Linked DNA regions of Mus musculus: region 2 is linked to region 1. Evidence: chromatin contacts called from public HiChIP or PLAC-seq data. All regions are on one chromosome and are shown on one strand. Each heading gives the region's core, a stretch centred on a gene start, on an enhancer-like site or on the middle of the called end of the contact. The rest is flanking DNA. Distances are from core to core; before and after follow the strand shown. Region 1 holds the start of Itga9 (integrin alpha 9). Region 2 overlaps Itga9 (integrin alpha 9).

Region 1 (5,694 bases), core at 1,175-3,674:
ATATATATATATATATATACATATACATATACATATATATATATTTTTTTTTTTTTTCCCCCAGAGGGCTGCTAAAAATCTGAGGGACCAGCAGCACTCCAGTGCAGGGAGTGGTTGGTGGGCAGGAGAGGTACTTCTGAGGCCAGCTGCTTGTCACCACAGAAATGCCTGACCCTCTCCTGACAAGGTCAAGTCCCAGAATGGCCACCCTTACAGTGCGGTCCTGGGTGCCTGAGCATCAGGTCAAACCCTTTGTCACTGCAAAATCTGTTCACAACCTCGTGCATAACAAAGCAAGCTGAGCACCTCGTCTCTGCTCCTATATAGTTAACAACAGACAGAGAGGCTGTGACCTGGGGTTCATCCAAACCCAGGTGACAGAAGCCTGGCTCCTGTCCCTGGAACCAGATTGTTGCAGGGCACAGAGGCCAGCCATAGCCAGCAGTTCCCACTGGCTCCCACAGCTGCCTGCCCTTTCATTAGTAGCCCCCCACCCAGAACAGCCATTCAATTTCTGAAAGTTCCTCCCATGTGCTTTGTGCCGGGATCACACTGTGTGGGGTTCTGGGTGTATTCTACAAACTCTTTTTTTTTTTTTTTTTTTTTTTTTTTTTTGGTTTTTTGAGACAGGGTTTCTCTGTGTAGCCTGGCTGTCCTGGAACTCACTCTGTAGACCAGGCTGGCTTCGAACTCAGAAATCCACCTGCCTCTGCCTCCCAAGTGTTGGGATTAAAGGCGTGCGCCACCACACCCAGCTCTACAAACTCTTTCTATTCAGCCATAATCTATCTGTACCAAGCCCAGAGCCCATGGCAGACCTGGAGCCTTTGGAACATAGGAAAGTGTTCTGCCCTGCTGTCTGAAAAGGAAGGGTTTGGCAACTGCAGGAAGCAGCCTTGGCTGGTAACTGTGACTAGAATCAATGTCAGGAAGGGATGCAGAGGAGAGCTACACACAAGGACTTTGAAAGCTGGTTCTCTTGGAGGCCGCTCTCCTAAATACACGAAAGTGTTAATAAAGCCAGTCACAAAGTTCTCTTTCTCCAGGGTTCTGAAAGACCCGCATCCACAAGCCCCCGATTGCCTCGGCCCCTGTCCAATTCCGAGCAGAGACTCCCAGTAAGTTACATGTCCAAGCACACACACTGCCAGTCTCCATCTCCCGGCCTGCTGCTTCTAAAGATGCTCGCTCACGGGATAGCACCCTCAACGTGAACCAGCCATCTCCTGGGTCCACAGTAACATCATCTAAAATGAGGCTGGGGAGCTACTGAACTCTAGCTGCCTTGAATAGGTGGGCGTGGTGCATGGTGTGGCTCGTTCATTCCAAGGAAGTGGTCTATCCGCCTTCTCTAAGCGCTCCTGCTGTGGGGTCAGTTAACTTCACTATTGATGCTTAATGAGGGAGAGACTTATTCTTTTCTGCAGGCCCACCCATCTCGCTGGTTCAAAACTGTACCCCTTGATTAAAAACTTCAGCTTCCTAAATCTTGTCTCTAGACACGTGGGAGAGCTCCAGGCTGCCCACCAGCCACACAGTCTGCTCCTTGGGGGTCCTCTCTGCATCCCAGATCCTCTCAGAACTTTGTGGGGCCCCTGGGTACCTCTTCTGGAGATTCCTAAGCCACCAGGACCCACTCCCACCACACCCCTTGTTTCTCTGCTTCCTGCATGCTGCTGCCCTAGAGTTACATGAAGTGGTCCCCAAGAGCAGCCTGGCCTCCTAGGGGCCCCCCGGGGATCTGGGGCAGATGGCCAGCCCGCGGTGGCCCCTGGAAGGCAGACAGCCAAGTAACTTTGCTTTGGCGAGAGCGAAGCTGCGTCTGACTGCCCAGGGAGGACAGGGACCCCAGGGACGCCCCGGGCCTCGGAGAGCAGGCCAGGATGTCAGCGTGGCCGCCCGGACATTTAAATCGGCCCCGCGGGAGGTGGAGTGGAAGAGGCCGGAAAGGCGGCGGCCAACTTGGGGGACCACGGGGTGCCCACGCCAGGGTCGAGGATCCGCGGGAGACACTTACCAGCGCGTGTTGTCGTGGAAGTGCTCCAGCACCGCGTAGCCGAAGAAGGAGCCTGAGGGGCCCTGGAAGCGTACCGGGCGCTGCGCGTCCAGGTTGTAGGCGCCGGCCGGGACCCCCGCGGCCACCAGCGCCAGCAGCAGCGCGCGGAGCCCTCCGGCGCCGGTCCGCGCCGCAGCCGGGCCGCCCATCCCCAGCCGGCCGCCGCCCTGCGCCCTGCCCCGCGATCGGGGCTCCCGGGACACGCCGCTGCCCGGGGCGGGAGCCGTACGCTCCGAGTCTAAGCCCGGGACGCGGCGATGGGCTACAGCGAGAGCCGGAGCAAGGCCAGGGACGGCCGCCAGCGCCCCGCGTCCTCTCGATGCCCGCCGAGAGGTCTGCGCTCTCGGAAGGAGCGGGTCCCGGGCCCGGGCGGCACTGGACTGCGGAGAGGCGCGCCCGCGGGGTGGGCGGCCCGGGCGGCCCGGGCGGGACGGGTCCGCAGCGCCCCCTGCTGGACGCGGTCTCAGGCGCACCCCCGGGTCCAGGTTCTGGACCTCGGTGAACTGCATCCTCTCAATGTCCTAGGCTCTGCTGTGTCCAAGCTGGCTGGGTCTCTCTCCTTTTGTCTTACACTGAAAGTCTCTCTCTCACACACAAAGACCCAAAGCTACCCGAGCCAAGGATGGGTAAATATTCTGGCCCTGCCCATCTGGAAGCTCTTCTTCAGAGGCAACCGCTCAAGACCGCCAGTCAGTTGCTGTAAGAATTAGTCATGTGGAAGAGAGCAGAGCGTTCTTCCATACTCCCTGACCTGGCCAGCGCTTTCCAACTTGGCAGACATACAATACAGCCAGGTGTGCTCCCCTGTATGTGGGAGATTATGGTGAAGTATACGTTGCATAAAGTTTACGTCATAACCTCATTTTGGTTATGTGATCATCAATAGCTCATCTTGCAAATTAAATTATACATAAATTTAACAAGCACGCCCAGCCCAGTCCAGCCCCCGGCAAGTTTCATTTATCCCTGACTCTATGAAGTTGACTATTCCAAGTTTAATGTTATTGTTGAACTAACTCTTTACTCTGGTAAAATCACAACCCCCTCCCCATCCCTTCCCACCCTCTCCACTTCCAAAGTCTCATTCATACTAAACACACACGACGCCTTTATCTTTTTCTTTCTAATCAGGCTTATCCTTACAACAACAGTCAAAGCCTAGGGTAGGCAAGGTGGGGTGGGGGGGGGGTGCACATTCCAGAGTTATCCACTCGCCAGCAGTCTAAACACGGGGATCTTTACAGGTGAAGAGCCTCTTCCAGCTGTCATCAGAAGGGCTGTGACAAAGGAAGCCAGATCACCGCTAGCTTGGGAGCTGGAGGGAAGGGTCCATGAGGTAAAGAAGCCAGGCAGCTTCAAAAACTGGGGACAGAGAAATGTCTTCTCCTCTACCCCTTCCAGGAACGCAGGCCAGCGAGACCCATGACCTGTCCAGCATTGTTAGATGATCAATGTTGCTGTCTTAAACCACTGCAGTCAGGTAATTTGCATAGCTCGGATGCACTACTGCTGTCTTACTTGTGGTCAGTATTGCTGCAATGAAACACCATGTCCAAAAGCAAGTTTCAGAGGAAGGGGTTGATTCAGCTTGTACTGTTCATCATGGAAGGGAGTCAGGACAGGAACTCAAAACAGGGCAGGAATCTGGAGGCAGGAGCTGGTGCAGGGGCCATGGAGGGGTGCTGCTTACTGGCTTGTTCCCCATGGTTTGCTCAGCCTGCTTTCTTGTAGAACCCAGGACTATCACAGTTAGGAATGGCACAACCCACACTGGGCTGGGCCCTCCCTCATCAATCACCAATTAAGATCTTGTGGAGGGAAGCATTTTCACAAGCAATGCTCCCTCCTCTCAAATGACCTTAGTTTGTGCCATGTTGATACAAAACTACACAGCATAAGTGCTATATCCACCTGTCTTAGTTTACTTCCTGGGCTGTAAAGCAACACTCTGATCCAGAGCAACTTGGGGCAGGAAAGGAAGTATCCCAGCTCACAGGTTAGTCTCACAGGAGAGAGACGGGGCAGGAAGCCATTACAGGTTAGTCTCACGGGAGAGAGACGGGGCAGGAAAGGAAGTATCCCAGCTCACAGGTTAGTCTCACGGGAGAGAGATGGGGCAGGAAGCCATGCCAGAGCTGAGGGAGAAATCATGAAAGAACTATGCTCTTCACGCTGGCTTGCTCCTCACCCCCCCCCCCCGCCATGCACGGCTAGCTTTATATATGGCATAGGTCACCTGCTCAGGAACTGGTGTCACTCACAGTCGGAGCCCTCATTCACCAGCTAACAACCATGCCCACAGACAAATCTGATGAAGACAATTAGTTGAGATTCCCCCCCCCAGGTGATTTTATGTTGTATAAAACTGATCTTAATGCTTATTAATATGGTACCTTAAGTTATATGTTAAAGTGTGTGTGTGTGTGTGTGTGTGTGTGTGTGTGTGTGTGTGTGTTCCTCAGTGAAAGAGCTATAGATTTTTAGTGAATTCTTAAGAGGTAAGGTAGACTTTAAAAGGTTAGGAACTGGGAGCTGGAGACCATGCTCAGAGGTTAAAGCCTTTGCCACTCTTGCAGAGGACCTGAGTTCGACTCTCAGCGCCTACATATTGGTTCACAACCATCTGTGACTTCAGCCCCAGAAGATCCTATGTCCTCTTCTGGCCTTCCCAGGCACTAGATGCATGCTGTGCCCATACACATATGCAGGCAAACAATGATACACTTAAAATAAAAATAAGTGAATCTTTAAAAGAGTTTCAGGTCTGTTGGTCTAAAACACACCAATTACAGTCTTTAAACTAAACATCAAAGTTATACTGGTTTAAAAAACACACACACACACAAACTGTTGTATTGGCCTTTCATTTCAGGGGTTTCTAAACATGGCCATACATCAGAATCCAGGGATTAAAAAAACAGATTTGGGTCTAGAGACACTGGCTCAACCACTAAGAGTGTGTGGTGCTCTTGTCGGGGACCCAGGTTCAATTCCAAACCCACAGTGTCCCATAACCATTGGTAACTCCAGTTCCAGGGAACTACCTAAAAGTAAAATAAATAAAACTATAAATTCACAAGCAGTGAGCTGGGTTGGGTTCACTAAGGGGTAAGGCCCAGCAATCGTTTGTTAAGCATCAGGAGATTACGAAGCCCTGCCCCTGGGAAAGAGACCCCCAATCTGTATTGTGGTTCTGGTCATGTGACATTATGGCAGGAAAGCCATAGACTCTGAGATAAAACACATGGAGTTACTTTCCAGGTCTGACCAGTTGTCCTGTCGTAAGTCAGCGCGAAGATGATGCTAACAAACTGGCAAGCCTTTGAAACACACCGATGAACTGTTGGCAGCATTTTAGAAATTGTAAGGTAGGATGGTGATTAGTTATTCGTGTTATCGGACAGCAGCAGCCAGCAGTGAGCTCGGTTTCCTGCCTGTCGGAACAAGCTTTTCTGTCTAACGACAGCGATGGTGTGATGGTGCGTCTGTGACTCTCAGAGGGAGAAGCATTGACTGTCACTCTCGGTTCTGAGTGCAAAGCCCATCACAGCAGGGGAGGGAGGTAGGAGGGTGGGCATGGCTTGCGTCCTCAGAAGCACACAGCTGGGACACACAGCAGGGATGGGCTATAACACCTC
Region 2 (5,694 bases), core at 2,085-4,584, 63 kb before region 1:
AAAAATATGAAAGGAAGCCCAAATCCACAATCCCATAGCATGGTTCACAGTGGAGCATCAATCTCTCTCTCTCTCTCTGTCTCTCTCTTTCTGTCTGTCTGTCTCTCTCTGTATCTCTCTCTATCCTCTCTCTGTCTGTCTGTCTGTCTGTCTGTCTGTCTCTCTCTCTGTATCTCTCTCTGTCCTCTCTCTCTCTTTCTCTCTCACACACACACGTATACCACATACACTTACCTGCACACACATGTGCACACACACCCCACATACAAACACACACCACACGTAGAGAGTCATCACGGTCCCTCCCACACTCACCATTGAGTACTTGGGGACAATCCCATTGGCATCACCATGATAGATGTAGACTGCGCCAGCAAAGTCCTCCTCCTTAGGTGCCCCGACAGCCACATCTGAGGGGGAGACAGCTGTTAGAGATGCCATGGAGGCTTTCTCAACCCCAGTCATCATGTCTGAATTCTATCTCGTCACAACTTCTCCACTATTCATTATTCAAACGTTAAATTGGGCAAATGGTCTCCTAACACTTAAAAGGTGGAAGTTTACAAAGGCTGAGGAGAGGTTACTCCTAGGAAAAGTGTCTCTCTTCATCCTCTGAGGGAAGGACATGGAAGCAATCCATAAAAGATTCACAAATGAAGAGGACCTGTCCTAACCTCTTTGTCTGTCACAATTCTACAGTTGGTGGCTAATGCCCAGAATCTTCCTTCCTTCCCACCCTTGGCTTCTAGTACGCCATATGCCTGATCCTGTAATACCAAGGGTGGGATCTGTGCATTCCCCTGACCCTGAGGTGATAGCCCTCTCACTAATGAAACCATCTGTGGCCAATAGTGTGATGGACTTGAAGAGCAGCTAGCCTAAGCAAGCCACATCCCTGCCCTGCAGAAGCAGCTCCTAATGTCTGTATACTCTACACATGGTGAGGGGATGAGGTACTAAAAAGACCAGAGAGAGAAGCCAAAAGTCTGTGGAGGGGACTATTGTCCAAGAAGAAATGGACATTAGGTCTATATACCACCCATTCTTCTGACACACACTGTACTCAACCAGGCTGATATTATCAGGGAAGACGATATCTAATACCCTCTTTATTCACTCCCCTAACAACATGATAGAGCATCCCAGATACAGAGTCAATGATGGGAAGAAGCCCGTGGACCAGTCCCAGAGGCCATAGCAAGCACATGGCACAGAGGGTGGAGCTGATGACAATGGATTATACAAAAGGTGCATTCTGGTGGCCAATCCATCTCTAAGAGTTGCCCACTCTCCCCATGGAGCTGCTGTGCCTTTGGGTGTAGAGCAGAAAATCCAGGAGCCAGTCACAAACAAGGGACAAAGTCAGAGCGTGACAAGTGGCTGCACTTGGAGAGACCCTATGCGGTCCTGCTCACCTGGGAACCCGTCATCATCAATGTCGCCCAGGTTGGCGATGCTCTCCCCAAAGTGCGCGTTGTAGGCGGCATCTCCAGTCAGGGTCAGCTGTTCCTCGAGGGCTCCCTGGGAAACAGGATCGAGTGGGGGAAGGAGGAGGGGGCAAAAAAAAAAAAAACCACAATAAAAACTTGGAGCTCAGAACACCACCCTCTTAGGGTACAGCTATGAACAGGAAACAGCTGGGCAACACCACAGGAACCCAAATATCTCTCCTCATGGCAAAATAAGGCCTTTCATCTATACAGTGAGAGTCTGGAACAGCCCGAGATATGTTATAGAGGAAAGGTAATAGCAGGTGAGCCAATGACTGAACCTCTCCTGGGCAAACTCAGACAGGCAAGCCTATCCTCTCCTCATCCCCACGATGCCTTTCTTCTCAGCTCTCTTTATAGCCTAACTCTTCCCCCCAAATCAGTTTTTGACTTCTTTGAGGCAGGGTCTCACGCTATAGCTCTGACTAGTCTTTGTGTAGATCAGATGGGCCTCAAACTCAGAGATCCTCCTGCCTCTGCCTACTGAATGATAGGATTAAAGGCGTGTGCCACCACAGCTGATCCGACGCTGTTTTAAGGTGCAGCAGAGCAAGAAACTGTGACCTCTGCGCCCTTCCATAATTCCCTACCTGACCTTTAAGCCACCTTCCCTTTTCCTGTGGTTTTCTAAATCATAAAGAGGAGGAGTCTCTGAGGGTCTCCCCTCCTCAGAGCAGGTGAACTGACTGTGTTTGTTGAAAAGAAGTTGCATGTGATGGTCTCCTAGGTCAAGGTCAGGAAGCGAGGAGACAGGCTCTGAGAGGAAAGGCCTCTGCCGCGCATCAGTGTCCCGCCCAGTGCCTCCCTGAAGCCGGTGTCTGAGGTCTTTGCACTCTTGAGCCTCCCACCCCAGGATGTCGATTTGAGATTAAGAACTCTCCTGTCTTTTCCTCAGGGCTGGCCTTGAATAAATCTATTTCCTCTCTCAAATTTTTGACTCTAGCTTTTGGTAGAGAGGTGAGGGGTAAGAACTGTAGACTCTGGTAACCAAAAGAGTACACGTTTGTCTATTTCCCCCTCTCTTGTGCCTCTTCCTAAAAGTCCCTGAGGTTGCTTTGCACAGGGCAGGCATTAGTAACCTTGTCAGAGGGTCCTGTTTCTATACCCAGTACCTCTGGGGTGAGGGGTCTATCACATTAATCTTAAAGCTCAGCTTTGAGATTCCTGGGCAAACACTGAGAGGGGTCAAGGGTGTATATGGCAGCAGAAGCCATTTGAGAATGCCCATGGTCCCCATGAATAACTGATATAGAAATACCAGGACATCATTATAACATGGCATCTTCCGGCTTAAGAATCTTTAGACCTCCCTGGTGTGGAGGCACTTTGGGCCTACCGTCTACCCATAGTCCACCACACCATGGTCTGTCTTTTGTTGTGACTACATTTCTACTACTATAAACAGAATTCACAGCTTGAAAAAAAAATATATAAAGATGTGATGATTGATTTATTGAATTAGTGAAACTCCACCTCAAAACACAAAAATGGATGTTCCTTGGTGTCTGGGAGTACTGGCATCAGGGCCCCTAACATACCAGAACCTTAGATGTCCAAATTTCTTATATGAAACAGAGTGACATTTGCATAGAACCTATGAATTCCCTCCCCTGTCCTTACCCCATGACTAGACTACTCACAATGTCCAATACAATGCAAATGATATGCAAATAGGTTTTACACTACATCATTCAGGGAGCAATGGCAAGGGAAGTCCAAGCATGTTTAGTAGCACACAATGGACTTCTTGTCCCTTGTGTTTAGTCTGTGATTGGCTAAATCCAAGAACCCTTGGGCACAGATGGCCAGCTTGTAACTCTTCCTGTTAGTGTGGTGGGGGAAGTCCCAAGGCCTTCTGTGTACATCTACCCATATACGGTGCAGCTCTCCTGGTTAGAGCATATGGCACTTCCTACTTTGTAGAGGAGGAAATTGGGGGGGGGGGGGGCGGGTCAATTTCAAGCTACTTGCTCATCCTTTGCTTAAAAGATTTGGCAAGGTTTAGATTTGAGCTCGGGCCTACCTACATCTTCACTCACCCATAGTGCCATATAATTACTAACCTAGTGGGCTATAGGTCACTAGAAAGAAGACCCTGGTGCATAGAGTGGTCATGTAGTAGTAAGATGGGGGTGGGGCATGTGTGATTAAACACTTGGATTCGGCTTCCTCATGGGTCCCCTGCCACTTCTGGTTGCTGCTCCGCCTCCCTCTTAAGAACCCATCCACCCCCACCCCTCCACCAGCTGCAGAGGGGAGAGAGGCATCTTTGCATCTCTCTCCCCCCACTTTGTGATTCTACAGGATAAGGGACATTATGCTTATAGCCTTTGGCCAGTTTATCAGCTGGTGTCCAGTATGAACTCCTTGCTGAACTAGGTAAAGGTCCTACTACCTCGACGCTCAACCCACATGCGCATCTTCCTGTTGGAAGCTCAGGCCCAGTCCACTTCACCTTTCTACTCAATTCCTACTGCTTCCTCGGGATTCCTCAGAGATAGCCTAGCACCTCTACGCTCTCCGGAAAGAGGCATAGGAACTCTCAGAGAGGTGGTACAGCCTGGAGAAGATGAAGCCAGCCTGCTGAGGCTCCAATCTCAGCCTCATTACTTTTTAGCTGTAAGGTTAGAGACAAGGGAGCTAACCTTTCCGAGCCTTGGTTTATCTCATCTGAAAAAACGGAGACCCTTACAACCATGTGTATATCACAGTGACATCACTTAGAGAAAGCAGGAAAATCGGAAATAACCAATAGTCATTGAGACTCTCCCTGGGTCCCACACTGAAGTGTCACACTGTATACAATCATCCACTAATGGATCATTAAGCTTTTCCAGGCAGGACCCAGGCCTTCATCTCCTCTGGGTAACATGGCCCAGTGCACGCCTTCCCTCAGGTGGGGTCCAGTGGGTTCATGTCACATGACTACACCGATGTCACTCCCCAACCCCTACCTCCTCATTGCCCACTTTGTACTCACATGTCCTTGGTTGAGGTAGACGGTGACCTGCCCCTCATCTCTGATCTCAGAAAACATGGGAGCCCCCACGAGCAAGTCAGAGAGGCCGTCCATGTTCAGGTCGACTGCACACAAGGAGGAGCCGAAGTAAGAGCCCATCTGTAACCAAGTCGTCATGACAACATGTTCAGGGTCTGTCTTTATACACCAAGGCCCTGGCTTCATCAGCCCACTAGATTAGGAAGCACATGTTCCCAGCCCCTCAGAAGCTGTGTCAGCCGAGCAATGAGCACATAACCAGCTCCTGAGGACCTCCCACTCAAAGCTAGCCAGCTGCAGGCCCCTTTCCTAGAGCCCTGTAAGGGAACGGTAAATAGGCTAGCTCCCAGAGAATGAGATGTCATGTTTGTATATGTGCTCCAAAACCAGACATTTGACAAGGCAACACAAGTAGGAACATGAAATCTCATAACACAAAAAGGCAGGAAAACATGACATGGGGCACACAGCCTCTCTAGCCTTCCACGGAGTAAGAGATGGGGCACAAGCTGACATGACAGAGAATCAAGTAGCTCAAGGCTGTTTGACAGATAGGGGCACAGGGCCCATTTGTACTGCATCTTCTTGAATCAGAATGTAAATAATCAGCCCCAGCTACTTTATTTGATTGTGTGTGTGTGTGTGTGTGTGCACATGTGTGTGTCTGTTCACACACATACATGTGCAGGTACACACATACATGTGCAGGTACATACATACATGTGCAGGTACACACATACATACATGTGCAGGTACATATACCCGTCTCCACCTCCCCAGCACTGAGGTTACAGGAGCATGACATCACTTGTGGCTTTACCATGTGCATTCTGTGTGATCCAAGGATTGCACTCTCCTCCTTATCCACGTGCAACAAGACTCTACCAATCAAGCCAGCTCCCTGGCCCCAGTATCTGTTATTTTATATCTAAAGGCTCAAACACAAAGACCAAAGATCCAGGCTTTTACCTGGATGCAACAAATAAAATGAGGACTAGCAGCTCAAGTGTGCTTACATGAGCTAAGCAGTGTCTGAGTGTAAATCATGTGTCTAACTCATGACACAGAGTGCCGGAGACCACAGCAACCTGGAGCCCAGGGACTGGCTGAGGTAGCCCCACACAGCTGTGGCTCACTACCATCAGCAGGAGAGCTGGCTCCCAGCCCATCTGCTTCTCCATTCCCAAGAGAAGATCTAAATGTTGA

The links. HiChIP or PLAC-seq counts read pairs in DNA pulled down with a chosen protein or histone mark.
Region 2: an H3K27ac HiChIP or PLAC-seq map of microglia shows a contact between it and region 1, with 6 times the contacts expected there. The contact joins the enhancer-like site here to the promoter of Itga9 in region 1. A contact is called at or near these places in 1 of 39 promoter capture datasets (second pharyngeal arch cranial neural crest), 31 of 484 Hi-C or Micro-C datasets (the 63-12 cell line, B cells, CD4 T cells and 19 more), 14 of 115 datasets of contacts at active chromatin or transcription factors (CD8 T cells, the HPC-7 cell line, the SCID.adh cell line and 9 more) and 3 of 9 other capture datasets (adipose tissue, liver and macrophages).

What each region holds. Positions count from the first base shown.
Region 1 is chr9:118,603,439-118,609,132 of GRCm38.p6, reverse strand. Itga9 (integrin alpha 9) reads right to left here and starts at 2,424. Exons shown (of 28, transcript NM_133721.2): 1 at 2,018-2,424. The coding sequence starts at 2,205.
Region 2 is chr9:118,667,526-118,673,219 of GRCm38.p6, reverse strand. Itga9 (integrin alpha 9) reads right to left here. Exons shown (of 28, transcript NM_133721.2): 9 at 4,471-4,608; 10 at 1,416-1,521; 11 at 316-410. Among named protein-coding and RNA genes, the nearest start is that of Itga9, 64 kb to the right of the region's middle. Within about 2 kb of position 3,334, at least 30 of the 459 cell types and tissues checked have an H3K27ac peak or open chromatin away from gene starts, as enhancers often do. A contact at or near this core is called in B cells, CD8 T cells, Th1 cells and 5 more, where this site is marked.